Regions from separate parts of the Mus musculus genome. Here regions 2, 3, 4, 5 and 6 are each linked to region 1. The links are chromatin contacts, called in public ChIA-PET, HiChIP or PLAC-seq and promoter capture Hi-C maps. All regions are on one chromosome and are shown on one strand. Each heading gives the region's core, a stretch centred on a gene start, on an enhancer-like site or on the middle of the called end of the contact. The rest is flanking DNA. Distances are from core to core; before and after follow the strand shown.

What was found. ChIA-PET counts read pairs in DNA pulled down with a chosen protein or histone mark. HiChIP or PLAC-seq counts read pairs in DNA pulled down with a chosen protein or histone mark. Capture Hi-C pulls out chosen DNA fragments and counts their contacts.
Region 2: an RNA polymerase II ChIA-PET map of memory CD8 T cells shows a contact between it and region 1, with 6 read pairs. The contact joins the promoter of Ezh1 here to the promoter of Ghdc in region 1. A contact is called at or near these places in 2 of 39 promoter capture datasets (both in liver) and 2 of 115 datasets of contacts at active chromatin or transcription factors (embryonic stem cells and memory CD8 T cells).
Region 3: a promoter capture Hi-C map of adipose tissue shows a contact between it and region 1. The contact joins the promoter of Tubg1 here to the promoter of Ghdc in region 1. A contact is called at or near these places in 3 of 39 promoter capture datasets (embryonic stem cells, liver and pre-B cells), 1 of 15 datasets of contacts at CTCF or cohesin (the NIH/3T3 cell line), 1 of 484 Hi-C or Micro-C datasets (B cells), 1 of 115 datasets of contacts at active chromatin or transcription factors (pancreatic cancer cells) and 1 of 9 other capture datasets (adipose tissue).
Region 4: a promoter capture Hi-C map of liver shows a contact between it and region 1, with 4 times the contacts expected there. The contact joins the promoter of Cntd1 here to the promoter of Ghdc in region 1. A contact is called at or near these places in 1 of 39 promoter capture datasets (liver) and 1 of 9 other capture datasets (liver).
Region 5: a contact with region 1 is called in an H3K27ac HiChIP or PLAC-seq map of microglia, with 6 times the contacts expected there. The contact joins the promoter of Coasy here to the promoter of Ghdc in region 1. A contact is called at or near these places in 16 of 39 promoter capture datasets (the 3T3-L1 cell line, the C10 cell line, cranial neural crest and 9 more), 7 of 484 Hi-C or Micro-C datasets (CD4 T cells, CD8 T cells, embryonic stem cells and 4 more), 14 of 115 datasets of contacts at active chromatin or transcription factors (the 230-238 cell line, bone marrow-derived macrophages, embryonic forebrain and 9 more) and 5 of 9 other capture datasets (adipose tissue, embryonic stem cells, liver and 2 more).
Region 6: a contact with region 1 is called in an H3K27ac HiChIP or PLAC-seq map of embryonic stem cells, with 6 read pairs. The contact joins the enhancer-like site here to the promoter of Ghdc in region 1. A contact is called at or near these places in 5 of 39 promoter capture datasets (hippocampal neurons, liver, neutrophils and 1 more), 1 of 115 datasets of contacts at active chromatin or transcription factors (embryonic stem cells) and 1 of 9 other capture datasets (liver).

Annotation. Positions count from the first base shown.
Region 1 is chr11:100,769,097-100,773,998 of GRCm38.p6, reverse strand. It overlaps Ghdc (GH3 domain containing), which reads left to right and starts at 3,042. Exons shown (of 9, transcript NM_031871.1): 1 at 3,042-3,120; 2 at 3,649-3,929; 3 at 4,222-4,343; 4 at 4,470-4,902. The coding sequence starts at 3,662.
Region 2 is chr11:101,224,036-101,228,428 of GRCm38.p6, reverse strand. Ezh1 (enhancer of zeste 1 polycomb repressive complex 2 subunit) reads left to right here and starts at 1,966. Exons shown (of 21, transcript NM_007970.3): 1 at 1,966-2,033.
Region 3 is chr11:101,117,625-101,122,543 of GRCm38.p6, reverse strand. It overlaps Tubg1 (tubulin, gamma 1), which reads right to left and starts at 2,427. Exons shown (of 11, transcript NM_134024.3): 1 at 2,302-2,427; 2 at 1,885-1,997; 3 at 1,546-1,713. The coding sequence starts at 2,350. It overlaps Retreg3 (reticulophagy regulator family member 3), which reads left to right and starts at 2,703. Exons shown (of 9, transcript NM_026501.3): 1 at 2,703-3,003. The coding sequence starts at 2,765.
Region 4 is chr11:101,276,855-101,281,663 of GRCm38.p6, reverse strand. Cntd1 (cyclin N-terminal domain containing 1) reads right to left here and starts at 2,461. Exons shown (of 7, transcript NM_026562.2): 1 at 2,184-2,461. The coding sequence starts at 2,358. It overlaps Coa3 (cytochrome C oxidase assembly factor 3), which reads left to right and starts at 2,716. Exons shown (of 2, transcript NM_026618.2): 1 at 2,716-2,950; 2 at 3,212-3,694. The coding sequence starts at 2,737. The coding sequence ends at 3,324. It overlaps Wnk4 (WNK lysine deficient protein kinase 4), which reads right to left. Exons shown (of 19, transcript NM_175638.3): 18 at 4,739-4,809; 19 at 4,255-4,631. The coding sequence ends at 4,629.
Region 5 is chr11:101,079,770-101,084,365 of GRCm38.p6, reverse strand. Coasy (Coenzyme A synthase) reads right to left here and starts at 1,801. Exons shown (of 10, transcript NM_001305982.1): 1 at 1,676-1,801; 2 at 660-1,367; 3 at 1-50. The coding sequence starts at 1,356. It overlaps Hsd17b1 (hydroxysteroid (17-beta) dehydrogenase 1), which reads right to left. Exons shown (of 6, transcript NM_010475.2): 5 at 4,532-4,596; 6 at 3,839-4,432. The coding sequence ends at 4,112.
Region 6 is chr11:100,499,324-100,503,764 of GRCm38.p6, reverse strand. The region is part of intron 13 of Acly (ATP citrate lyase); the gene reads left to right. Among named protein-coding and RNA genes, the nearest start is that of Mir7116, 23 kb to the right of the region's middle. Within about 2 kb of position 2,119, at least 33 of the 459 cell types and tissues checked have an H3K27ac peak or open chromatin away from gene starts, as enhancers often do. A contact at or near this core is called in embryonic stem cells, where this site is marked.

The sequences.
Region 1 (4,902 bases), core at 1,793-4,292:
CTTTTCAAATCATAAAGAAGCGAATAAGCAAAATGTGTGGTCTTCAAGACAGAAGGGAAGGGAGGTGGGGAGAGGAGAAATGGCTAAAGAGGCTCAGCTGAGAAGAGATGCAAGGTTTTCCCCAAGTCCTGAAGACCAGCTGAGATATCCAGTCTCTTGAAAAACCACTGGGTTCTTGGACCTTCCATCTGTAGACAGTCACTGTTGGACTAGCTGAATCACAGCCTGTAAGCCATTCTAATAAATTCCCTGTGTGTGTGTGTGTGTGTGTGTGTGTGTGTGTGTGTGTGTGTGTGTGTGCGCGCACTGGCTTTGAACTCATATACATAAAATAAATAAATCTTGAAAAATAAAAAAAGAAACAATATTTAGCCAGGTGGTGGTGGTGCATGTCTTTAGTCCTAGCATTCAGGAGGCACAGGCAGGTGGATCTCTAAATTTGAGGCCAGCCTGTTCTACAGAGGGAGTCTCAGGACAGCCAAGGCTACACAGAGAAACCCTGCTTCATAAAACAACAATAGCAATATAATATTTAATTTGAGGAGAAAAAAAGAACTTAAGCTGGGATTCACAGGGACTGGAAATATAGCTAACTTGGTAAAGTTTTTGCCTAGAATATTAAAGCCATAAATTCCAACTCAACACTGCATTAAACTGGGCGTGGTGGCCTGACGGTAATCCCAGCTCTCTGGAAGTATTGGCAGGAGGATCAAGAATTCAAAGTTGGACTAGAGAGATGGCTCAGTGGTTAAGAGCACTGACTGTTCTCCCAGAGGTCCTGAGTTCAATTCCCAGCAACCACATGGTGACTCACAGCCATGGGAGTAATGGGATTCGATGCCCCCTTCTGGTTGTCTGAAAACAGCTAAGATGTACTCATATACATTAAATAAATAAACTTTTAAAAAAAAATAAAGAATTCAAAGTCAGTATTAGCTATCTATCAAGTTCAAAGTCATCCTGAACTAACACCATGATTCAAAAAAGGGGGGAGGGGGGCGGGCAGGAAGGGGGTTAGGAGGAGTGGCTGGAGAGCCCTCAGCACTTACTGCCATTTCAGAAGGCCAAGTCTTCTTTCATCCCTGTTAGGTGGCTCACAAGCATCTGTGACACACACACACACACACACACACACACACACACACACTAAAAAGAAATATTTCAGGGCTAGCACTGGCTGCTCTTCCAAAGGACCAACGTTCAATTCCCAGCACCCACATGGCAGCTCACAAACTGTAACTCCAGTTCCAGGAGATCTAAGCCTCACACACAGAGACACACACAGGTAAAATATCAAAGCACTTAAAATAAGAAATAAGGGATTAGGGGACAATGTTGTGAAATCACAAAGAACCAATAAAAAAATGTTTAAAAACAAAATAAATATTTCAAGTAGGTTTTGGTTTTTTAATTAATTTGTGTATTTGGTTTTGCTTTTCTGAGATAAAGTCAGTAAATTCAGACACACCAATTACCAGGAAAATTTGATTGACCCATATATGACAAACTGCTGTAAGCCATCCTACTTAAGGACCTGCCATAGTATAACTGACTGTGTCAGCTTGTCTGTAGAAGGGGGTGGGTTGCAGTCTGTCTGTCTGTATGTATGTCTGTCTTGGAGGTTTCTTAGCAGATTGCCTATGGCACACACTGCATTCAGGTTTAAGGCCACCTAGGTGGAAGTCATTTTCTTTAACTAATTTTGTGGAGATTTACAGACTGGGGACAACTTTGGATATTTGTTTGTTGATGTTTTGTTATTCTTTTATTTATTTTATTTGAGGCAGGGACTCTCTATATAGCCCTGGCTGTCCTGGAACTTACTGTGTAGATCAGGTTGGCCTTGAACTCATAGAGCTCCTTCTACCTCTGCCTCTGAACGTGGAGATTAAAAGTATGCACCACAAGGTCTTATTCACAAGCTATTATTTACCCTGTAAGGCAGCACCTGCTATGTAGCCCACACTGGCCGCTGACTTAGTGGAGCCATTCCTCTTCCCCAGCCTCTCCCAAATGCAGGGATTGCAGATGCATTATGTAGAATGGGTTTTTGGTTTGTTTATTTGGTTTTGTGGTTTTTTTTTTTTGTTGGTGGTGGTGGTGGTGTTTTTTTAAGATATGGGGCTGGAGAGATGGCTCAGTGGTTAAGAGCACTGACTGCTCTTCAGAGGTCCTGAGTTCAAATCCCAGAAACCACATGGTGGTTCACAACCATCTGTAATGAGATCTGATGCACTCTTCTGGGGTGTTTGAAGACAGCTCCAGTGTACTCATATAAAATAAATAAATTTTCAAAAGGTGAGGAGGGAGGCAAACATCCCTTTCCAAAAAGAAAGAAAGAAAGAAAGAAAGAAAGAAAGAGAGAGAGAGAGAGAGAGAAAGAAAGAGAGAGAAAGAAAGAAAGAAAGAAAGAAAGAAAGAAAGAAAGAAAGAAAGAAAGAAAGAAAGAAAAGACGTGTAGCTCAGACTGGCCTTGAACTTGTTATGTAGCTGTAGCTGTGGGTGACCTTGTCCTCTTTTGGGTGGGGGGTGTGGAGATGGAACAGGACCTTTCTCTTTCTTTCTCTCTCTCTCTCTCCTTCTCTTTCTTTTTTTGGTTTTTCGAGACAGGGTTTCTCTGTGTAGCCCTGGCTGTCCTGGAACTCACTCTGTAGACCAGGCTGGCCACGAACTCAGAAATCCACCTGCCTCTGCCTCCTGAGTGCTGGGATCAAAGGTGTGCACCACCACTGCCCGGCTGACCTTGACCTCTTGCTGGCACATACCCTAGGGCTGCAACAACTAGTCTGCACGACCACACCTCGGCAGCTGTGGTTTTTACTTGAGTCTGAATCTGCTCCTGAATGGAAAGCAAGCACTCTTTCCACACACACCTCCCTGTCTTTCTCGACGATCTTGCCACCCTGGCCTTAACTCCCTCCATCTGCCAACCTGAGCCAGCAACTCAACAAGTTACCTTTTAGGTAACTTGTTCCTTTAAGAACATTCCGCCCCACCCCCGGGTCCTCCCAGTCAGGCCGGATTTCCTGCCCAAGCCCTGCCTTTTAAAGTCATCACTTCAACTTTCAGGACTGCGACCAGACACACTGAGGGACCCTGAGGGGTCCCGGGGTGCTGAAAGTAAGCAGAAATAGGCTGTGACAGGTGTATATATATACCCAGGGCTCTACTGGGAAACGGGACCAGGGCAGGGAAGATCCTGAGAGAAAGCAAAGTCACTTGGGAGTGGGTAAAAATGTCACGCCCAGCCCTCTCCTCTTACGAAGGAGGGAGGAGCTGTCAGAGCTGTTCTTCTAGCTCGAGAAGCAAGGATGCCAGTTAGTAGGATGCCAGATTCTTTTTGGTTTTTCGAGACAGGGTTTCTCTGTGTAGCCCTGGCTGTCCTGGAACTCACTCTGTAGACCAGGCTGGCCTCGAACTCAGAAATCCACCTGCCTCTGCCTCCCGAGTGCTGGGATTAAAGGCGTGCGCCACCACGCCCGGCCAGGGTGCCAGATTCTTGAGGGTCTCTCTTCCATATTGCCTGCCTAACAGGGCCCTGGCTTCCTACCACCGTCGTCTCCTTCCTCTGTTTTCTGTATGCGGCGGAGTGTGTGGGAAGACATGGTTATCCCCCTCACACCCCATTCCATTCCATTCCTCTCCCAGGAGCTCCTTGGAGATGCTTCTGCTGTGGCTGCTGCTGCTGCTGCTCCTCCTCGTGCCCCTGCTGGCCATACTCTGGCAGCAGAGGTCTCGGGGTGCCAGGCCATGCTGGCTGATCAGTCTCCAACACCGAGTGGCCTGGGGGATGCTGGGCTGGGCAGCCGCCTGGCAGCAGTGGAGACTAGACCGGAGCACGTTGAATGTGGGCCAGAGCCAGCAGCAGGCCCTCATGTGGTGTCTGAAGAAAGCCCAGGGCTCCTGCTGTCTCCCCAGGGAGGACACAGGTGTGTTTCTGGCACCTGGGGGAGGTGACCCAAGGAGAGAAAATAGCCCACAAGGCAGTCAGATTCTAGAACTCAAGGGCCCCTTCATTTACCACCAATATGATGTGGCCTGGTGCAGAGCCCTACCATGGCTTACAACCTGACACCTATTAGGATGGGTTTTCCTTTGCTGGGCCCTGGTCTAGCCTTCACCTCATTTCCCAGGCCCTTTCTGGGTTCCTTTCTCAAGGCTCTCCACAGTCTTCTCACTTCCTGAGGAGTTTCTGATTTTTTTTGGGGGGGGGGTCTACAGATATGAGAACCTTCCGGAATCATCTTCCACTGACCCAAACCAGCCACACTCAGGAGCAAGAAAGTGAAGAGACGCTCCCATCCCCTGCCTCCCCCCAGTACCATGGAGACGCCTCTTTGCAGGTAAACAGAGGTACCTCCACCTCACAACAGCAGACCCCTCCCAAAAGGAGGTACAAAGAAGGCCCGCTATGGTAGCTGGGGTCTGGTTCTAAGGTCTGAATGACAGGCCCTCCTGTCTCCCTCCAGGCCACCCTGCTGGGTCTAATAACCCTAAACAAGGCCTACCCAGAAGCGCTGGCTCCAGGAAGTACTGCCTGTGTGACCCCTACATCGCCATGGCCCTGCTCTGTCCCCTGGCTTGGGCACGCCCTGGGCCGGGTAAGCCCCGATGGAGCCAAGGACCCCCGGACCCTGCTGCTGGAGGCATTGATATCCCCGGGGCTGAGGGTACTTGAGGCAAGGACTGCAGTGGAGCTCCTGGATGTCTTTGTGGGCTTGGAGGCTGATGGTGAAGAACTGGCTGAGGCCATAGCAGCTGGGATTCTGGGAACGCTTCTCCCCAAACGAGCCGCTGAGCTGAAGGAGGCCCTAGAGCAGGGACCCCGAGGATTGGCCCGCCGGCTCTGGCCAAAGCTGCAGGTGGTGGTGACTCTGGACTCAGGAGGACAGGCAGAAGCTG
Region 2 (4,393 bases), core at 717-3,216, 460 kb before region 1:
TTTTCTCCTTTCACTTTTGTGTAGATTGTGGGGATTAAGCCTAGGTCACCAGGTCACCAGGCTTGCACAGAAAGCACCTTTACTTTGAGCCAGCTCATTGGCCTAGAAACCCAAAGGTTGGTTTTCCTCTCTCTCTTTTTCTTTTCTTTCTTCTGTCCTTCCCTCCCTCCCTTCCTCCCATCCCTCCTTCCTTTCTGTATTCATTTATTGAGACAGAGTTTCATTATGTAGCTCTGGCTGTCCTGGAACTAACTGTAGACCAGGCTGGCCTCGAACTCATAAAAATCTACCTACCTATTGATAGGTTATTTCTCTGCTGCCGGTGAAATGAGCCAATTCAAGCCAGATTATATTAATTAAAGGCAGTTTTGTTAGGAAGCTGCTCTCTGCCCTCAAGGATTGTGGCTAGGGGAGTTGCCATGGGGAAGTGGGGCTAGGGAGGAAGAGGGAAAGAGAGAAAGGAAAAGAGAAAGGGAGGGAGGAGAGAGAGAGAGAGAGAGAGAGAGAGAGAGAGAGAGAGAGAGATTGAGCGCGCGAGCAGAGCCGGATAGCGCCAGCATGAGAAATGTCTGGATTATACAGGGAAGAACCTCTCTGGAGAAACAGCAGCCCAGCCCCTGGGCTGGAAAGTTCAGGGTTGGGGGCAGGGTATGCCAGGTAGGAACTGAAGGGTTGCTGGGAGAACTTGGAGGCCAGGTCCACTTTGATATGTAAAATATGCACCTCAGTCCCTTTTCTGCAGACACCTGCCTCTGCCTCTGCCTCCAAAGTGCTGGGATTAAAGATGTGTGCCACCACTATACCTACCTCCAAAGTTTTTGATAAAAGGAAAAGAATAGTGGAGGCTGGAGAGATGGTACAGTGGATAAGAACAAAGGCGACTTTAAAAAGGACCAAGATTTGATCTTCAGCACCTACATGGTACCTCACTACGGTTAGCAACTCCAGTCCCAGGGGATCTGATGGCCTCTTTTGGCCTCCAAGTATGCCCACAAACACATGGTACAGATACATACACCCAGGCACACACACACACACACACACACACACACACACACACACTAAAACAAACAAATGCATCGTTAAAAAATAACTAAAAGTCCGGGGAGTGGTGGTGCATGCCTTTAATCCCAGCACTTGGGAGGCAGAGGCAGGCAGATTTCCGAGTTTGAGGCCAGCCTGGTCTACAAAATGAGTTCCAGGACAGCCAGTGCTACACAGAGAAACCCTGTCTCGAAAAAAACAAAAACAAAACGAAAACGAAAAACCACCCCCCCCAAAAAAACAAAAAACCAAAACCAAAAACCACCATAGCATGTATTAAAACACACATACGCAAATAAATAAATAATAAAATATTTTGAAAAAAAGAACCTGTTCGTTTCTGATGATGGATATTTCTTGCCTCTATAGTTACTATTCCCTTTTTGTAATATTAAGTATCTTGTGGAGAGGTTTAAAAAATATTCTCGAGGGCTGGAGAGATGGCTCAGCGGTTAAGAGCGCCGACTGCTTTTCTGAAGGTCGTGAGTTCAAATCCCAGCAACCACATGATGGCTCACAACCATCCGTAATGATATCTGATGCCCTCTTCTGGGGTGTCTGAAGACAGCTACAGTGTACTTACATATAATAAATAAATAAATAAATATTAAAACAATATTCTCAAGCCGGGCGTGGTGGCGCACACCTTTGATCCCAGCACTTGGGAGGCAGAGGCAGGCTGTCTTCCAAAATTTGACTTGTAAGTTGTCTAAACACGGTTGGCAATGGTGCGCTGCTGAATAAAGTCTTCAAGAAGAGATCTGTGGCTCCAGGATGACTTTTCTCTGACAGCGCCACCTAGGAAAGTGTCGGACTAGAGCTACATCACCTTAGCGAAAACACACACCTGCGAAGACCGCAGCCCAGGTGATCCACCCTCAGAGTGCGCACGCGCACGGAGGGGAGGCGCGGGGCGTGGCCGCGGCGCAGGGGCGTGGCCGTAGCGCGCAGGCGTCCTAGTGGCGGGTGGCTGCGTCTCAGGATGGAGGGTGAGTGAGTAAACAAGACGGGGCTGGGCGGTGGGGCCGGGCCTGGGCTTGGCGTGACGCTTGAACCTCAGGGCTGGGGAGGCGAAGAAATGAGGAAACTGAGGGCCACACCATTGCCTGACCCGGGGTAGCGCGAAGCCTGTCGTCCCGAGTGTGGTGGGACCCGGGGCGACAGCGCGTGCGAGCTGCGGGGGGCCGCGTGGCGGAGGGGGCGCGGCGGGGGCGGACCCGGCTGGTGGCCCGTGCCAACGTGGGTGGGCCTTGGCGTCTGCCAGGGGACCCTGACTCTTGTAAGCGGGAGGGCCAGAGGCCCGGGTGGCTCGGGCTCGCAGAGGCTTTGAGTGATGTTGAGGAAGGGGTGGCCAGGCCGAGATGCCCGCCAAGTGTGAGAGGTTCTTAAGACGCCCAAGTGTCAGGGTCGAGATTCCCGGGGTCGCGCGGCACCTCCTCAACATTTTGCTCCCGGACCTTGTCGCTGGTCTAACTCGCCTCACTTTAGTTCCGGGTTTGAGTGAGGATTTGTCTTCAAACTGTGACTGTCTCTCCCGTCCCCAGAATTCCCAGAAACGATATGTAAATGAACGCATCCCGAAGTAAAAGGGAAGGTGCTATATTTGGGACATAACTTGTCAGGAAGTAGATGTGAGACAAAGCTTTAAGAGAATTTTTTTTGGGGGCGTGTTTCGAGACAGGGTTTCTCTGTGTAGCCTGACTGTCCTGGAACTCACTCTGTAGACCAGGCTGGCCTCGAACTCAGAAATCCGCCTGCCTCTGACTCCCAGTGCTGGGATTAAAGGAGTGCACCACCACGCCTGGCGAGAATTGTTAAGATTTAGTTGTTTGGGTTTTTGTTGTTGTTGTTGTTGTTTGTTTGTTTGTTTTTAATGTGTGTGCACTCTATGTATGGATGGTTCCAGGGACATCGAATCCCTTGGTACTAGAGTTAAGGATGCTTACATACCACCATGTGGGAGCAGGGAACTGAGCCAGTCCTTGTTGTTTGCAAGAGCAACAAGTGTTCTTAACCGCTGAGCAGGCTTTTCACCATGTGGGACGAGCTTACTTTGGTCAAAGTGACCACTGAGATGATGTAGGTGGTGGGGCACAAGGAAGAGAATGGAAATAGATTAGATGGAGGTTAGTGTTGGAGGTGTGGGTAAACTGATTAGCCAAAGTATGGAACCTATGCCTTGGGAAACAGAGCCAAGGATCACAAAGAATTGGATATGTACAGGGAGGACATTGAAAATGTAGAGACTTTTGGGGTACATTTGCTACATGATATCTCAGAATAAGAAATCTTCAGCCCAATGAATATTTTTGTTGATTTTGGTCTCTGCATAGCACCTGGCTATCTTTGAACTCTCCCTGTACACCAGGCAGGCCTTGAACTCACAGGATCCTCAGGCCTCTACCTCTTGGGATTAAAAGGTATGACTCACCCTCCACCCAAAGATTTTAAGACGAGGAAAGGACATTGGATGTCTTTCCAGCCTGAGAAGGTTTGACCGCTGCCCCAGTCTTTTGATTTTTGAGAAACCTGTTTTCAGCCTTGGAAACCCAGTTGTGGCTCTGAAGGGAGATAACCAGCTCACATAGGAGTGAATGCATGTTAGGAGAGAAGACCTTAATCACATAAACAGGATGCTAGTTGTGATGTTGCAGCCTTAGAATCCCAGAACTCCGTTAATGGAATTAGGAGGCTTAGGAGTTCAAGGCCAGCCTTTTCAAGGTCAGCCTGGTCTAAATGAAACTCTGTGTCAAAACAACCACAAAAGTATGTAAACCTGGAAGAACCATCTGTAAAAAGGAAACATCTGAGGGGATGTGGCGCACACACCCTTCTAAAGCCTTCTGTGGATGTTCTGACTCATGTCTAACCGAAGAGTCTGGTTTTTATTGAATGATAATGGATGGTCCCCAACAAAACTTTATGCTGATGTAGTTCATAATCAGCTAGGGCAGGGCCCTGCCTATAGCAGGCTAATGTGGTTGTATATCTTCAAGGCAGCTCTCTTCCACTGGTCCTGGAAATTTAAAAAAAAAAAAAAAGCATCCCCGGAGAAAACCAAATCCGTTTTGATTTTTGTTACTCTTGTCTGCAGTGGGGATGGCCTGGTTCTATTGAACACTAGGAAATATTTATGTTAATTAGAGTTCTTTAGTTAAGATTGTGGTTCACAGCAAACCAGGCATGGTGGTCCATGTCTGTAATTCTGGTACTAAGGAGATAGAGGTAGGTGGTTCAGTAGTTCAAGGTTATCCATGACGACCTAGCATCCTTGAGGTGAGGTTGATGGAGGATCTGAGATACTGGCATTTTGTTGTTTGTTTTGAGCCCTGGCTGTCCTAGAACTCAT
Region 3 (4,919 bases), core at 1,178-3,677, 350 kb before region 1:
TCACTCAGAAGAGTGCATTGGCTCCCATGACAGATGATGGTGAGCAACCGTGTGGTTGCTGGGAATTGCACTCCAGACCTCTGTGCTCTTAACCGCTGAGACATCTCTCTCAGCCCTCCACCCTTGATTCTTACATGCACCATAGCTGCCTTGCTCTGCACTCAAGAGTTACTACAACATTGGTTACTTTAAAACCCAACCAAGGTGATTTGGTCACATATAGTTTTGAATCACTAGAATCCAGGACCTTGCTTATGCTAGGAAGGGCTCTGTATTTTATTTTCTATTTATTTATTTTGTTTTTTTCAAGACAGAGTTTCTCTGTATAGTGCTGGCTGTCTTGGAACTCACTCTGTAGACCAGGCTGGCCTCAAACTCAGAAATCTGCCTGCCTCTGCTTCTGCCTCCCAAATGCTGGGATTGAAGGCATGTACCATCACTGCCCAACTTATTTTATTTTTTTGAGACAGGGTTTCATGTATCCAAGGCTAGCATCAAATTCTCTGCTTAGCTGAGGATAACCTTGACATTCTGCGTCTCCTGTGTCTATTGCCAGTACGGACCACTCTGCCCAGTTTTATGCAGTGTTAAGGACTGAAGCCAGGGCTTCGAACATACTAGACCAGTATCCTCCCAACTGAACTACATGTCCAGCCATCTCTACCACTGTAGCTCATGCCCACCTAGTCATCTGACTTCAGGAAGATTTATCTGTTTCCTCACTAAAAGTAAAACACAGGTCCACACTTCGCCATTTAATATCCACAGGACCAGATATTTTTAGAAATCAAAATTCTTCAGGTTCTGAAAGGTAGTTTTGGGCATACAATCATAAATTGCATATTAGCTGGGCAATGGCGGAGCACACCTTTAACCTCGCCATTTAGGAGGCAGAGGCAGGTGGATCTCTGTTTGAGGCCAGCCTGGTCTACAAAGTGAGTTCCAGGACAGCCAAGGCTAAGTAGAGAAACTTTCTCAAAATAAATAAATATTCATATTTAACAAAAAGATCACGTCAAGGCTGTGGATGTGATGCATAGCTCAGCAATCTAAGTTTGTCTAGTATGTGATGTTTAGCACATTCCTAGAACCTGCCAAATAAACAGTACTGATACAGCCGTGGAGCTTGGAGGTGTGTTATCAGACATTTCTACAGTGAGAGGCCTGAGTGCTGACAATAAGGTAACGAGATACATCAACATAGCCTTCCTTCTCCATTGCGCATTGGTTTTGCTAAGTGAAGTTTGAAATATCTTTGATTTCAGAGTTTTGTTTTGAGTCTGAAGAAGTAGATAAAATATCATAAACCCATGGTACTTACTTCTAGGGTTAGTCAGAGGTTTACAAAGATAACACAGAAAGTATTTAAATGGCCTGCAACAAAGCACTAGCTAGACTGCGTCCTTAGCGTTCCAGTTAGCTCCTGGAGCCATGGCTATCTTACTCAGCACTCGAACATCTCTGACCTAGTTTCATCTGTAGAAAAACCACAGGGCCTGTGCCCACCCACAGAGTTGAGAGCCCTTCAGGGGAACAGCAAATGACCTGGGAGAATCCGCTGGCCCAGTTGTTGCCAGCTCCTCCGCCATGCTCCGACAGGTAGATGTTCTCTGGGTTGTAGAGCTTAGCATAGGAGGAGTTTAGGATGGAATGGATCACCCGGGGCTCCAGGTCCAGCAGCACAGCCCGGGGGATGTAGTGCTCATCATCTGCCTGTCAGAGGGAAGCCAGGATGGGTCAAGTCCTGAAGCCTCCCAACTCTGGCTCCTGCAGGCTCTCCCTCAAGATAGCCACTCTGTTCCCATCCATCCACTCAGAGTTTCCCAGCACCAGATCGCGCTGCCAGTCCCGCCAGGGTCCTGGTCAAGTCACTTGGGGGAGCACCTGGTAGAAAAAGACGTCCTTTCGGTCAGTGCCCTCCGTGGCGAACTCTTCTACGATGCCCTCGGGACTGATGCCATGCTCGGCACATAGCTGTTTCCAGAACTCGAACCCAACTAAGAGAGGGAGGCGGAAGGTGAAGAAAAAAGATACGTGAGTCTGGGTAGGTTCCAAATAGCCAGTGGGGGATTTGAACGCCTGGGTCTAGGGATCTAGATTAGCCTTGGGACTCCCTAGTGTCTAGGCCAATGACTGGACAGGGGAAGGTCCATTGGCTTTAGGCAGTTGGGCACAGGGTTGGGAATCGCCTTTGTGGGGGAGAACTAGGATTCTGCAGACAGACCGAAGCTATGACCTTATTGCGAGGGCCTCTTGCACCTAAGGAACCTGGGAGGCAGAGGGTCTGGGAGGTTCGCTCACTCTGATTGCCGCACTGGCCCAACTGTAGGGTGATGATTTCTCTCGGCATCGCTCCTCAGACATCGGCGTTGCAGTCTCTCCCGCCAGCAACACCGCCGACCGCTAGCGCGCTCGCCGGCAAGACGCAGGCGCCAGACAATGCGCTCCACCCCTAATCGTTCTCCGCTCCAATGGGAGCTGGGTTCTGCAGATGAAATTTCCTCCTTCATCGGGCTTCAGTCGTGCGAGTTGCGCGTGCGCGGCTCCGAATCGCGCTCAGCGCCGGGAACGCATTTCGACGCAGTGTTCTCTTCCGTCTGATGAATGCGCACCGGAGCGTCTGCGCATGCGCGCGTGGGCGTTCCGGCACTTGCCCCGCCCCGCCCCTTCTCCGCCCGGCCGCAGCCAAATCGTGCTTCTGCGCAGTCGGTGTTATTGTGACTCCCGGGCCGTGGCCCCGGATGTTGTGGCTGCTGAAGGGGAGATGGAGGAGGCTGAAGGGGTGGCCGCGGCCCCGGGTCCAGCTTCGGGGTTGGCTTTCAGGGGCCGCCGAGCTATGTCCGGCTCCTGGGAGCGCGACCAGCAGGTTGAGGCGGCGCAGCGGACCCTGGTGGAGGTGCTGGGCCCTTACGAGCCTCTGCTGAGCCGGGTGCAGGCAGCCCTGGTGTGGGAGCGGCCGGCCAGGAGCGCCCTGTGGTGCCTGGGGCTGAACGCGGCGTTCTGGTGAGACACCCGGACCCTCACTGACCCTACTAGGCGGGAATTCCTCAGGTTGTTCTGGGGGGGGGGGTGTCGATCTCTCACCTGCCCTGTCCTGCCTTCTTTCGTCGCCCTGGCTGCTTCTGATACTTGCCTGATAATGCTTCACTTTCCCCAGCATCCCGCCTGCCTCCAGGCTTTGGCACCCCGGGTGCTCGCAGGGCCTTCCTGGTCTTCTCCACTTGCCCCCACGACTCGCCAGAGAATCTGGTACCATCCCGTGTCGCTCGCAGTAAGCCGGGGTGCCTCTTGTTAGCGAGAGAAAGTGATTTCACTTCGAGACCATTTCCTCCGTTTCTCTTGCTTGCCCCAGGGTGGTGGTTCCGAGAGGTTTTAACTTAACGATGATGGGAGGAGAGGCAGAAGGGTATCCCTGGGTGTGAGGAGGAAAACAAGCTTGAGCCGGTTATCATGGATTATTAGCATGTTAGATACCGTCTCACCCAGTCAAGTTGGTGAAGTTTGTGTGGAGTTTCAGCTTGAAAGAAAAGTAGATGTATTAAGAAGGAAAAAATTAAAAAACAGTGGTGATCTTTCATCTGTTTCAGAGCCACTTAGGATTGCAACGCTTCCCCCCAAAAATTAGACCTTAGCTGTGGTTCAAGGAGTTTGAGGCTGTCTGAGAGCCGTTGAGTTCTCTTTCACTGGACAAGTGGCTTTATATTAAAGTGTGTGTTTCATTCTCTGGAAAAAATGAGAGCACCTAGGAGGAGTTTGGGCTTCATCGAGTCTACCAACCATGGTTTGGGTTTATTAATAACCATAGTACTGATCAAATTCCAAGGGAACTGACATATCACTGAGGCTTCTACAACCAGAAGAGATGAGACTCTTTGAATAAGCCTGTGTGTGTGTATGTGTATAGGGGTGTGGTCCTGAGATGGGGTGGTCGTGAGGAGTTGTGGGTACTTGTAGAGGCTAGAAGCATCAGATCCCCCTGGAGCTGGAGATAGGTGGGGGTTGCTGGGAACTGAACTTCTCTGGGAGAGCAGTATGTGCTCTTAGCCACCGAACCATCTCTCTAGCTCTGGAACACATTTCAAAGCTGCAACAGATTTGCTGGTCCTCAACAGTGTATTCTTTTTTGGCTCCAAATATCCTCTCCACAGAGCAGGCCTTGAACTTCTGACCTTCCTGCTCCCAGCTCCCGAGGATTGGGGCTATTGACACTGGCCACCATGCTGTACCATAGTGTTTACTTAGGCTAAGTCTGCGTTTAGAATCTTTCTCAGAACCCCTCTTGTGCTAAGTTGTGACTGATCCCTATCTCTGGCATTTCCGGGTAGTATGCCTGCTGTGTAGCCACAATGCAGGAGGTGGGGGAGAGATCCACCAAAGTGAGTGTGGCCTAAGACTTAAAAAACAATTGAGCTTGTCATTTATAGAGGGGACTCATACCTTGGGAGGGGTACAGATAGTATTAAAGTCCAAGCGGGTTAAAGTAGTCAGACATTGGCACTTATAGAATTGTTTTGGGAGAATGAATTTCTTTGAGGGCTAAACACAGTTCACTCCTCAGTAGTGTCTTTGTGAGTGTTGTCATTTCACTTAGTAGAGTAAAGAATGACTAGATTTTCAACGAATTGAAGAAGTATCACTAAGTTAGGTCAGAAACAACAAATCTGAAGTACTTCTTATATTATTTATTAGGAATAATGACGTTATCAAAAGCTGAGGTGCTTTTGATGAGTCAGAAGATTAGCTTGATACTACAAAGTTGTCACCTGAGTGCTGGAGTCCACCTTAGCGTAGTAGAGCCTACCTCCAAACCTGATGCCCTGATCCAGCTTCTGTAAGCTGTCACCTGACTTACACACACACACACACTCCCCCCCCCTCTGTCTCTCTCTCTCTCTCTCTCTCTCTCTCTCTCTGAAAGA
Region 4 (4,809 bases), core at 1,212-3,711, 510 kb before region 1:
ACCACTGTCTGTCCACAACACTCCTGCTGGCTTCAAAATTATCTCCCCAACATTGGTGGTGGGGTTTTATTATTTTACTTTTTTAAATATTTTTTAAAATTTTGTGAGTGTGGAGGTAGGGGGTGGGTGCACGTTCGTAGCAATTTTCGGTAGCTGTTGAAGCCCCTGGAGCTGGAGTTAGAGGCAGTTGTGAACTGCCTCCTGTGGGTGCAGGGAAGTGAACTTGGGTCCCCTGGAAGAGCAGCACAAACTCTCAAGTACTGAGCTTTTTCTCCAGGCTCTTAGTGTGTGTGTGGGGGGGGGGGGGAGGAGAGAGAGAGAGAGAGAGAGAGAGAGAGAGAGACAGAGAGAGAGAGACAGACAGAGAGAGAGAGAGAGAGAGAGAGAGAGAGAGAGAGAGAGAGAATACACTACATTCTTGCAAAGAGCACGTTGGGTCCCCTGGAAGTAGAGTTACAGGTGGTTGTGAGCCTGCCTGTGTGGATGCTGGAAACTAAACCTGGGTCCTCTGTAAAAGTAGCAAGTGCAGTGCGTTTGCCTGCCGACATCCGTCCTGTCCTGGGTCACTGCCGAGCCACCATTTGCAGCTCATTGCATTGACTCTTTAGCTCTGCCTCTTCCTCGTTCCAGTTCCCTGAGCACTAAATGTTTCCCAAGGAATTGTCAATGACCTGCTTCTCTTCCCTCCTCCTGGGCGTATCATGGGAATGATTTAAAAGCCTTTCTTGCTAGTTCTAAAACAGTCTGCTATTAACCTTCTTCTGGGTGTTCTTCACAGATCTTAAACTTAGTAGATCCAAATCAAAACAACTGCCCCCAAACAAACATCACATTTCCTTATTCTTGCACTGTGTGTAAGTGCTGCTCCAAATGGCACCACGAGGCTGCCAGTCTCTGAGGCTCAGCCCTTTGACAGTCATCTTTCCCATCTTCATCTCTTAAACGAAAAACTCAGATTTTTAGATTTTGCCTCTGAGCTGTTTTAAATCCACTCTTGCCTTCCTCTCTGTCATCACTCTGACTACACACAGGCTCCCCTAGCTCACCTCCCAACTCAACTCCAGCCTTTAGACCACATACAAAATCATTTTTACCAGGGGGAAAATGACAGCCACATTGGCCCCCTCATTTACATTTCAGTGGCTTCGCTCAGCAGAGATGGCTTAGCAGTTAAGAGCACTGGCAGGTCTTCCAGAAAACCTGGGTTCAATTCCCAGCACCCACATCAGGTGGCTCACAACTGCCTATAATTCTCAATTCTTCTTTTTTCCTGCTAAAACAAGTATAAAGTTCTCTCCCCTGACAGACATTCAGACCTCTGCTTGGAATGTCTCCAAACTACTTTCCTGGCCTTACTCTCTATTGCTTCTCCATATGCTCTGGTCAACCTGGACAACTAAACCCTCCGCTCCCAGCCTCCCTCTTGTTTTCCCAAGTTTTATTCATGGTATCATTCAATCCCTGGACCTCATCTTACCACTCCTTTAAATTCTCATAGTAGCTTGTATTCTCTGTGTCAATCACTCTAACCGTTATTTGTATCCACTTGCTCATATGTTAACAATTCCCACCTAAAGACTACATAGTTTGAGAGCAATGGCTAGATTGCAGTTCCCTCTTTCTATACCAGGCAATGTAAATGATAAGCACTCTAAACACGTTTATGGAAAGAAGAGTAAAGGGGGCTGGTGGTGGAGAGATGGCTCAAGCAGTTAGAAGCACTGGCTACCCTTCTAGAGGACCAGGGTTCAATTCCCAGCACCCATATGGCAGCTCACAGCTGTCTATAACCTCAGTTTCAGGTGATTGGATACCCTCATACAGACATACATTAATTTTAAAAGGGGGGGGACTCCCCATGATGCCGTGTGCTTTTAATCCCAGCATCTGGGAGTCAGAACATCTGTCAATTCCAGGCCAGCCTAAGCTACAGAGAGTGTTCCAGGTCATGACTCCACAGTGAGACTTTGTCTTTAAAAATAAAAATAAAAAAAGGCACGTGGGGAGTGGTGCAGGGAAGTGGGGGTTAAGAAATAAAAAAAAGAGTGCTAGTAAGCCTCGTTCATCGCTTATAAGCCCCACGACCTCGCACAACAAGAGTACTAGCAAAATATTTGAGTGAAAAACAAAGATCAACGCTCCCCTGCCTCCCGTAAACCTGACTCCCCACTCTGCATCCACACCCACGATCCGGGTCTCCCTGAAGCTGCCCGTCCGTCCCGCAGCCTCCTTCACGGCTTGCTCGTTCTGCTGGGCCAAGTGAAGCAGGGCGTTTTCGATAGTCTCTGTGGTAACCACTCCGAACTGAAAGTCACTACAGTTCACCAGCCTGGGCCTCAAGGGTCCTTCCATATTCATAAGTCTTTCGGAGTACTTGGACAGTTTACGGGATCCATAAACTGGCCTCCTTAGCTTATTTCCAGAATCTTCTGCCACACCTTGGATTCTTCCTTCCCTTTCTATATGTTTGCCCTCGCTTCGAATCTGAGAAAAAACATAATGTCCACCACGGCTTCGAACGGTCAACAGCTTTTCGCGCCCCAACTGACACAGAGAGCTCAGCCAATCAGAAAGCAGGGCGCTTTTCACCTTTCCTGTCCCTCCTCTAGGGCGGAGAGACCCTGCCTCTACCCAGAAAACTCCACGTGGACTACAGCTCCCAGAGTTCCTTGCTGAAGTCAAAGACTACAATTCCTGGCGAGTTCCGGGCTTGACGGCTTAGGGCGGAGCAGCAACATGGCGGCCCCTGGAGCTGGTGACCCTCTGAATGCTAAGAATGGAAATGCTCCATTCGCTCAGCGCATCGACCCGTCGCGGGAGAAATTGACCCCAGCGCAGTTGCAGTTTATGCGGCAGGTGCAACTTGCCCAGTGGCAGAAAACACTGCCACAGCGGCGGACCCGGAACATCATGACCGGCCTGGGCATCGGGGCCCTGGTGTTAGCTATTTGTATCCGTCCTGGCTATACCGCATATGGGGTTAGGGAAAAGGGAACAAGACGTGTAGCTTTTAATGTGCGGGCAAATGAGGTTCATGCCTAATCTTACTATATATACGCAGCGCGTATTGGCTTAGTAATAACAATTGGTTAAGGGTTCAAAAGGAGCAAAAGGGTGGCAATCCAAAATCATTAATTTGGGAAAACAGCAAGGGTGGCTAGACGAAAGGAATGCCCATGTGCTTTGTGGTTTCCTGAACCCACTCCGTCAGATGGTTACACCTTCTACTCGGTGGCCCAAGAGCGTTTCCTTGATGAGCTGGAAGATGAAGCCAAAGCTGCCCGAGCCCGTGCTCTTGAGAGAGAGCGAGCTTCGGGACCCTAACTGTATGGACCATCTTCAAACTGCTGGATCCCCTGTATATGTTGAATGATGCCTGGTGGTCTTACAGCATCACTGGCACACTAACGTCGGACTGTGTGATTGAGCCCAAGAAGCCAGAGACTATGCATTTGGCCGCTGCCAAGGGGGGGATTGCTCACTTCACGTGCAGTTTGTCCAGTTACTCAGCCCTTTTTATTTCCTTGTTTGAGAGGTATGCAACCTTGCCTTTACCCAAACTTTGTGGTTTACCCCTTCACCTCCCAGGGGCCCCGACTCTTAAGGGGGAGGGTGTGGCTTAACTGCAGCGTTGGAACCTTAAAGTGGGAAAGATAGGGTCAAGTTAAAGTAATAAAATGAGTCATGTCTCCCGAAGCCAAGCTAGTGTGTGGGGGCAGAGAGACATATGGCACTTCACGCTGGAAAGCTCCCTGGCACTAGCTGCAGCGGTGGCATTGCCCCAGGGAGCTGTAAATGTTTAACTAGAATTACTTTTTCCGTGAGATCTTTCCACCTGATTTAAGGGAGAGATTACTGGACTGTTTGAGACTGACCCAGGTCTTAGGGGGTAGAAGAAGGTCACTCTTCTGTTCTCTGCCTTCAAGAACAGACTCTTAATGGCACGGGCCTTTTCCTGTCTCTAGCTTGGTAGGTGAAGGATGAGCAAGGAGTAACTTCATTCTTTTAACATTTACTGGTACCTGCCTATACAGGCCTAGGGTGGGGTCTGGAGGGGATCATGCCTTGGCCATTGGATCATTTGGTCATGTAGTTTCCTCATGACCTGGTGGCAAAAAGCCAGAAAGCTGGGCCGCTTCCATCCTGCCTTCCATTGTGAGAGGAGAATGGCTTCGAGTTCCTCACCCTTCTTGCCTGCTTCACAAGTCTTTGTCCCCCACCCCGTCCCTAAGGCATGACAGATACAGACCCACAGCCTTTCTCCTCAGTATTTTTATTGGTTGCTGTTGACTTTGGTGGCAGGAGCACAGCCCCTCCACTCTCCCAGCTGGAAGTTGGCCTTCCGCAAGCATCTGGACTCGGATTGCTTAGTGGTCAGCCCTTGCCTGGGGAGGGCAGGTGGGGTAGGCTACAGAAATGAGATTTCCACACAGCAAAGAGAACCCGCAAGGTTTTGACTCTTCAGGATACAACACAACGCACTCTCCGTGCCCACGGGCCTTCTACCCACTCAGTGCTGGGGTGTTCTTTGCTGAGTTGAGTTGGTCACAAAAAACATCAGATTCTGAGAGGCCATGGGCCATGGTGGGGCCCTGGTGTTGGGGAGACATAGGACTTCTGGTCTGAATTCACTGGAGGGGAAAAGAAAAATGCTGAAGCAATGTCCAAAGAAGAGGAAGGCAGAGCTGCTGCCAGCCACCATGCCCTCGGCTCTCCCTTCCTTGGGCCCGCCCCTCACCATCCTGCCAATATCCCCGGCGAATGTCACCCCCTTGCTTGCCCGCTGCTCCTGGGAGCCGGTGCTGCTGC
Region 5 (4,596 bases), core at 552-3,051, 310 kb before region 1:
ATGCTCCACGCGCTCTGCATACGGCTGGAGCAGCTCGGGGAGCAACTTGCCTGAGGAAGGAGCGAGGAACGGTGAGATCTTTCCCCATTTGGGGAAGAGTGTCCCATAGCACTGAAATCCTCCCAAGCAGTGGCAGCAAGAAAGGGTGAGACAGGGACAGGTTTGGGGGTACAGAAGGGAAAACAAGCATCAGTCACTTTGAGAGCTGACGTGTACTCCAAGAACAAGTTAAGAAATGCCTACAGAGCAGCAGGACCAATAGGTATCAGTTGGTGGAGAACCCCCAAGAACTACTATATTCTTAGAGTCCCCTCACTGTTGATGGCAGTACTGGGTCACCCCCAATCATCTCCTATCCATTTATCTTCAGCGTTTCAAACCTCCGAGCCGATCACTTGGACAACCATGAAGTGCAGAGTCCTTGGTTCCCATTTGGGAAGTTCTGACTTCAGTTAAAAAGTGACTGAACCCCAGACTAAAGATACCACATGTATTCATTTAACAAACAAACGTCCCTTAGCAATAACAGAGTGTCAGACATTGTGGCATTTTGGAAGGTTGAGAAGTGGCCCTACCCTTCCTTGATCTTGGCATTGGGGAAGAACAAGAAAATGTGAAGGCTGCCTTCCATTGCCCTAGTCCAGGGTCCCTTCACTCACTCTTCAACAGATCTTTGTCAGCTACTCCCACCACAAGCTGCTCCTGGGCCAGTACACATGCAACACTGAGCAACACTTTGTGGGCATTGTGCAAGCGGTCAAAAGTGCCACCCACGGCCCCACGGTGGTAGCCACGCACAGGCTGCCTTGGAGATCTGGCAACCGGGGAAGCCGGCCTTATAGTAGAGGGTAAGAGGGCATTCGGGGGCTCCAAAGGCAGCTCTCCAGTTCCATAATCCGGATACAGCAACACAGAAGCCAGCTGTGGAGAACAGCTGTAACAACTGGTGGCATAACGCTCTAGCTGTTGTTTAACAGGGTTGTACTGGCTCCCGTCCAGGGTCTGGAAGTCCGTCAGAACCACTTCTGGAGGGTGGGCCAGATTCTGGACTGAGGACAGCACAGGGAGAAAGGTGCTCTTGGTTTGGATATTGGTCAGTAGAATTCTGACGTCCAGGTGCCTGTGCAGGTCGGCACCAGTGTAGAGGTGCGTGATGAAATCCAGAACCTCAAATGTGGCCTGCACAGGGCTGGCCTGAGGCTGAGCGGGTCCCCCCAGGTTCATGCCCGGCTGCAGGTGCACATAGAGGGTGTGATTCACCAGGCGGGACGCCGAGGTCAGGATGGGAGGCAGGCGTGCGGCCAGGGTGGCCAGCGGCGTTGTCAGCACCAGGAGGCCTGAGCGGAACACGGCCATGCTCTCCAGGCCTGCAGACAGTCAGGGAGACGAAGCGAGAATGACTAGGCAGGCTGAGGCCGAGGCCTGTAGGGGAACTCGGACTCAAGAGGGACCTGGAGCAGGGCAGGGGAGCGTTCGCTGATAGAAACCGGAATCCTGGCAGGGGGAACCCGCCAGGAACCCCTGAGTCATGGGACTGGGGCTTCAGGAATCCCAGCCCCTCTTGTTAGGCTGAACCGGCCATCTGCGAAGACTCGGAGGCGAGGGACTAGAGGGGACGCTGTGGCTCGGGCTGCTTCCCTACTCAGTGAGTTCTTGGGATTCTGCTTCTACTTACACCGCCGTGGAGGCGTCCTAGGCTGCAGCCCGGAAGCACTACCCACCAGCCTCAAAGCGTGGAGCTACGGGAACTCAGAGCAATCAAACAAAGCATCGCCGAGAGACTCCTGGGGCGGGGCGAGGCGGGGCGGGGCGGGGCGGGGCCGAGGGCAGAGGCTTCCGGGCTGAGCGAAACCCTGGCACCGAATCCACTTAGACGAAGCGAGCAGAGAGAGCTGCAAAGCCCTTTTCGCGGATTCCCAGTGTTGTTTGCTTCTTCCAGTTTGCCAGGAGGAGGTGGCAAAGCCAGGATCGGGAACAGTCGGATCGCTTTGCTGTGCTTGTTCTGAGCCAATGTTCCCAGCGATGCTACTAGATATCTCTACCCACATCCCCATTTCACACACAGGAAATTGGTTTTCTGAGTGTTTTGGGACACCTAGAGGCGAAGTCTGGTGCCTTCTATAGAATTCTTTGCGCGTCGTCTAACCCCGTGCTTAGGTTTGCAAGGATAGTTCATTAGCGCTTCGGGGATATCTGGCCCCGGGGTGGGGGAAAAGGAAGAAGACCTAGAGGTCCGGATTCGCGGAGAAGTTAGTGAGGACTGGAGAGTTAATAAATTTGGTAGTGGCGGACGTGAAGGGAAAGCCAGACGCCCATCAGAAAATATCTCAAATCCACGGAGATAGCGGAAAAAGGAAGCAAACTAGCCTCTAGATTCCTGTAAAGGGCCGAGCGCTGATGTGCGATCCCAGAACCATCGCTGCAAATTTGAGATCAGCCTGAATTATCTAGCAAGGCCCTGGACTGGGAAGGGCGGGAGTGCTGCAGCCAGACAGGAGGAGAGGAGACTCTTGTGCTGTGGTCCAGAAATCTGGCCTTGTAAAGTAACTAATTTGTTAAGGAATCAAGATTCTTGCAGGAGACAGTTCAAACTGGATTTTAGAGAGGCGTTTAAGGGAATCAAAACATGTGTTAGTCTTACATTTGGCACAGTTACATTTTGTATTTGTTTGTTTGTTTGTTTTGAAACAGAATCTTACCGTGTAGCCCACACAGTGTTGCTTTTAGTCAATGAGTGTCTATTTAGTGAACTGTTCTAGGTAAAAAGGAGAGAACAGAGAACAAAGTTCCCTGAAGTAGATGCGTGAAGGGGTTGGGATGGTGTCAATACATAATAAGTCCACAGTACATCTGGTGGTGATCAGACAGTAAAGAAGATTTATCAGATGGAAAGACCCAGGCTGGAGTGCAAGGGTTACTTTTTCAGGTTGGGTAGCTCAGGAAAACAGCAAAGACCTGACAAATCAATACAATCACAGACCAGGGAAAGTGAACCAGTTAAAAGACGGCAAGTGTAGGCACTGGTGACCCACACCTTTGATCTCAGCACTGGGGAGACAGAGGCAGGCAGAATCTGAGGCCAGCCTGGTCTACAGTTTCAGTTCTAGGACAGCCAGGGCTACAGAGAAACCTTGTCTCAAAAAAACAAACACAAAGAAACAACAACAAAAACAACTATCAATGAAGCTTTTAAGGAGGTCATGAGATCAGAAGGGTATACAGATGAAAAAGAGAAAGGATTCAGGTGCACATGGATAAAGCCCAGAGAACCCCATTCAGATATCCAGAACCCAGGTCTTCCCTTCGTGTCCTCTTGTAATGCCAGCACTAGGCAGACAGGGACCTAGGATCCTGGGGCCAAGGTGTTAGACTAGACAAGCTGGAATCATAGGCTCCAAGTCCAGTGAGACTCCGGGTCAACAAATAAGGAGCAACTCAAGATTCCTGACTTTAACTGTGGATCTCCACACATGCACACACACACACACACACACACACACCTGCCCATATACATGGGAACACATGATTATGTGTTAGTGGTGGGGACCACAAGCCTGGCCCTAGTTTCACAAGGAGAGGACAGAGAATTAGACATTTCAGTCATCCTTAGTAACATAGCAGTTTCAAGGCCAGCTATTCAACGCTATTCAACAAAAATCGGTGGTGGTTGTTAAAGCCTGTCCCAACTTGCTGGCTTATGGGTTAGAAGCTCTTACAGTTCAATCCAGAAGACCTGAGTTCAATCATTGAACCTTGTAGTGGGAGAGAGTACAAACTTGTCACCTGATCTCCGTACTCTGTGTGACTGCGACGATGGAATGTGTCCCCCTCCACATGATACATGATAATAATAATAAATAAATTTATTGGAAGGAAAAAAAAAACCCTTAGCCTAGCACCTTGGATATCAGCCCTCTTATCTTGACCCATGAAGATGCTGGCACTATTTCAAATGATTCTGAGAAGTGTGTGGTTGCACACATCTAAGGTCCCAGCACGCAGGAGGCAGAGGCAGGTGGGTCTTTATGAGTTACTGGCAACACAGGGCTACATAGTGAAACCCTGTCTTAAAACAAAACTCATTCTAAAATAAGAAAAAAGAGATGCTGGCTTAGATCTTTTGCTGGTAACATGAATTGTCCTGACCCGGTTTATCCGATGCAGACCACCCCAATTCAGATGCCACCCTAGGGATTGCACATTCAGGGAGGCAAATGAGGGCGCTGGAGGCCGTGTCCGAGACCCCCGGGACTTGGGCCCCAGCCTTGGCATTCTCCTGGGTCTGCAGATTAGAGAAGGCTTCTTGGTGCATGGCCGCGACATAGCTGCTGCCACTGGGATCCTCTGTGCGCATTCGGGCCAGGGGTAGGAAGCGGTTCGTGGAGAAGTAGCGCAGCGCGGGCTGCGGGGCTCGCATTGCAGTCAAGAAGAGCTGAAGCAGGAAGAGCAGCGCGTGTCTGTGGGGCACCCCTGGGGGTGTATTACCACGCCCCCACCCAGAAACGGTGCCCGAGACTCCGTTTGCACTCACCTCCGTCACCTCCTCTGGGTCCTGCGCCTCGCTCAGGGCTTGCTCATAACCACGCAGGTAGTGCG
Region 6 (4,441 bases), core at 870-3,369, 270 kb after region 1:
TCTCTCTGCCTTATCTACTAGCCCTTGTGCATGCTACCAGCTCATCTCCATCCCAGTGGCAGGATGACCTGCCAGCGCTCACACTCCAGCAGATGAGGGCCTGGCAGCCTCTGTCCTATGGTCAGCTGCGCTAAGGCTCAAGATCAGAAGTCACTGCCCCGTGGTCCCCAGGGCGTCAGCTTTTTCCTCAGTGGAGAAGAGTGGGCCCAGCACTGTACCGGTTCAGTCACTGTACTGTGCTACCTGGGGACAGAGGGGTCCTCATTGAGAGGGCGTGACTCAGCTAGCCTGAAGGCCATAGTGGAAGTGTCACCCAGAGGGGACTTGAATGTTGACTGCACTTCCCTAGTGTCCCTCTCCTTGCCCTCTCCCCATACCCTGGTTCTTTGTCACGCCTGCTTCTGTTCTGCCCACTGGTGCTTTGCCTCTTTCGTTGGCTTTACTCCTGCTGTCTGCCATGACACAGTGACAGCACCGGAAGGCTTCTCTGTGGAACTGTCCCCTGTTTCTCCCCTCTCCCACCAAAGCCTCCCACCAGCAGTTCACTCAGACGCCTTGGTCATTTTCTTTAACAGATTCAGTCCCAAGTCCAAGATCCCTGCAAGGTAGGATGCCCCCACTGTGCCCCAACTCTGCGTGTGGCTTTGTTAGCGGGTCCCAGTTTCTCTGTGCTTCCTTTCTTCCCTGGTGGGTTGCAGTGCCGTGTAGTACATTTCCTGTCTCCACCTTGGTGTGCCCCCCCCCTCCCTGAGTCCTAGTCTTTGCTCTCTGTCCCTTCCCTCTCCTGCTTAGAATTTACCTGCCCCAGCACAGCAGTCTCTTCCCTGTGTGGCTGTCTCTGGCTCCTTTCCTTGGCGGGAGGTGGAGACAGAAGGAGCGAGAGCCAGCCCACAGCTCTGGGACTCAGGGGTGTCAGCAGGGATGGTCCTGGGGAAGAGGGTGCCATCAGCTGAAAGGGGAGCGGCAGAGAGCAGTTGATACCTCTGATCTGACTGCTGGCTGCTGTAGGGAAGGGACCGCACCTCCACCCTGACTCTCATCTGCATCTCCTCATCGCTTTGCTTCCGTGCCGCGACTTCAGCAACTTGAGTACCGCCAGCCGTGTGCGCCCCACCGCTCCTGACTCCAGAGCAGTGTAGGGTTCTCCCAGGTTTGATAGAAGAGCAGAGAAAGGTGGGAAGAGAGAAAGTAGGAAGGTCAGCTAGTATCTGTCTTTTTCAGGACCTGAAGGGGTGTGGTCTTTGGTGTCAGAGGTCACAGTTGACAGTGGACATTTCCAGTGCAGGTACACACACATCTCACACACACATTTGCCCATTGACCAAGCAGGTAGATCAGGTAGATTACTCAGTTACCTGTATCAGGACTTTCTTATGACTTGATTTTTTTCCAATACTGGGAACCAAACTCAGAGCCTCCTTGCATGCTGAGCAAACCACTATCCCACTGAGCTCTGCCTAGTGTATCTGACATTCACAGTTGTAAGGGCAAGAGAGTCTTCATCGATGACTGATCCCTAGAGAAGGTAGAAATATCTAAACAAAGACAGTGGCCCCCTCTGACTATCAGTTTTTGTTTCTAAGGCTTACTTTTTTTTTAATTATTTATTTTATGTATATGAATACACTGTGAACCTTCATGTGGTTGTTGGAAATTGAATATTAGGACCTCTGCTTGCTCTGGTCCACCCTGCTCACTCCAGTCAGTCCTGCTTGCTCTAGTAACTCCTCTGACTCCAGCCTAAAGACTTATTTATTATTATACATAAGTACACTGTAGCTGACTTCAGATGCATCAGAAGTTGCGTCAGGTCTCGCTACAGATGGTTGTGGGCCACCGTGTGGTTGCTGGGATTTGAACTCAGGACCTTCGGAAGAGCAGTCAGTGCTCTTACCCACTAAGCCATCTCGCCAGCCCCTAAGGCTTACTTTTAAGTATGTGGACTTGAGTGTATCTTAGCTGGGGTGGGGTGAGGAGTGATGGATGTGAGCGCAGGTGCCTTGGGAGAGCAGAAGAGGGTGTTGGATCCCTTGGTGCTGGAGCTCCAGGCAGTTGTATCTTTAGTAAGTAAGCCACCTGACATGGCTGCTAGGAAGGGAAGCCAGGTCCCCTGCAGGAGCACAACCAGCTCTTATCCCTGAGCCATCTCTCCAGCCCCTCTGCTAGCTCTTAATCCTTTCATTGTCTGCCTCCAGCGCGATCACGGTTTCCTGGAAGGCGAGGCCTTTGTGCTGATAGAGCAGCAACAGACAGACTCAGTCTCCAGGGAGCCCTCCTCCCCTAGGGGAAGCGGGCGGAGGCAGGCACCTTCATTTGGTCCTTAAGCTAGAGAAGAGAGAGGACAGGAAGGAGACCAGGTCATGGAGAGTGCCCTCCACTCTTAGTAGGGCCATTAAGGTTGGAGGGAGGGGAGGGGCTTCCTGCTACTGATGCCAGTGGCCCTCTTGGCTTTGCTTTCTCTCTGCTTAAGGAGGTAAGCACTTGAACTCTGACTTTAAAGCAGGAGGTGTGGGTGGGCATCGTCCTTATCTCTGAAGATGGGTTTCTATGTAGCATGGCACTTGGACTCAGTGGGGGCTCCCCTGGGAATGTCAGAGCCTCACTACTTTATGGCCTCCTTTATCACACGACTGTGTTTTTGTCAAGTCTGTAATCCTGGCTCTCCAAGGTGACCCAGGACCACCATCTATGTGGATATCTGTTTCAATTTCCTGGGCTAGAAAGGATGAGACTGGATTATGTGGCAGCTCTTACTCTAAGGTTCCACGTCTTATAGGAACCCCGGGATGACAGTAAATCTAGGTGTTCACGAATCAAGAGCCTTCTGACTCTTGCAGTAAGAGGCTTACTGCTGGCCTGCAGGAGGATTTATTCAGACCTTGATCTTGGCTAGCCAAGCGTGCCGTAGTACAGTAGGTTAATATCAGAGGCCTCTGGGTGAGATGCATTGCTCTCCCTAGGGGAGCACAGAATGTCCCCCAATGGCTGGTTTCCTTCCCTAGGTCATTCGGGGAGTTGAAAGGGGAAGACAATCGAGGGACCTTTCCCTTCTGGCTAGTGGCTGCATTCCTGTAGCCTCTTTGTACCATCATAGCCTTTTCCCTGTTATTCAATGAGGGTTTTGCACTCTGTAGACCACTGCCTACTTCTGTCTCCCCGGTTCTGGGATTAAAAATGTGAACCACCATGCCCAGCCTGCTCGGTTCATTAAAGTCTTCCCTGCTATTAGAAAGCCTGTCTCAAGAGGATTGTTCTGAGCAGCCAAGAGACACTTGGGAGATAAGGAGGGTGGGAGAATGGGTCTAGGGATTCGGGTGAGGGCCCTGTGGCCCTGTGCTGGCTTGTGTTGAGATAAGGCTGGGCTAGCCTCAGCCCTGGCTGCCTCAAGCCTCTGTACAGGACCCCTACTGACCTAGAATTTGTGTGTATTTAAATGCTGATTGTTGCTGGGTTTCTCTCTAGTTTACAGGCTGATTAATACTGTTGGGACTATAAAGTCCTCAGCAAAACAGGAAGGGGTAAACTTTTTTTCTTGTGCCTCTAAAAATAATTTATTAAGGGTGGAGGTGGTGGCATGAGCCTTTAATCCCAGCATTTGGGAAGCAGAGGCAGATCTCTGAGTTCAAGGCCAGCTTAGTCTACAAGAGTGAATTCCAGGTCAGAGCTGCACAAGAAAATCCTGTTTTAAAAAAACATTAATAATAATTAATAATTTTTAAAAATTGAGCCAGGCATGGTGACTCATACCTCCAATTCCAGCAGGCAAAAAGCTGAGACTGAGAGATTGTCACAGATTAAGGTATAGTGAGTTCCAGGCAGTCTGGGTTACATAAAAACTGAAAGTAAAGGGAGAAGAGCTGGTGGTGTGTTATGAGCCTGCAGTACCAACAGTTAGGAAGGAGAGGCAAGATCAGGAGTCTAAGGTTGTCCTTAGCTACATGGTGAGTTCAAGGCCAGCCCCAGTTACATGAAATCCTGCTTAAAAACCAGCAGCTGGGGCTCGAAGTAAGGCTCAGAGGTTAACGGCACTTACAGATCTTGCAGAGGACTTGGTTAGTTCCCAGCACTGATGTGGCAGATGGCTCACATCTGCTCATAACTAGTTCTGGAGGATCCGATTCCATTTTCTGGTCTCCACAGGCATTGCACAAGGAGTACACAATAAACATACATGTAGCCAGAACACTTATACACGCATTAAAAATAAATAAAAATTAAAAAATTGTTGCGTGTGGTGACGTATGCCTTTTTTCCCAGCACTTGGGCGGCAGAGGCAGGCACATCTCTGTGATGTTGCTGTCAACCTGGTCTGTACAGCATGGTGCTTGTCAGCCAGAGCTACATAGTGAGTCTCTGTCTCAAAAAGACAAACAAGAGACCGGAGAGATGGCTCCGCTTAAGAGCACTGGCTGGTTTTCTAGAGGACCTGAGTCTAATTCCC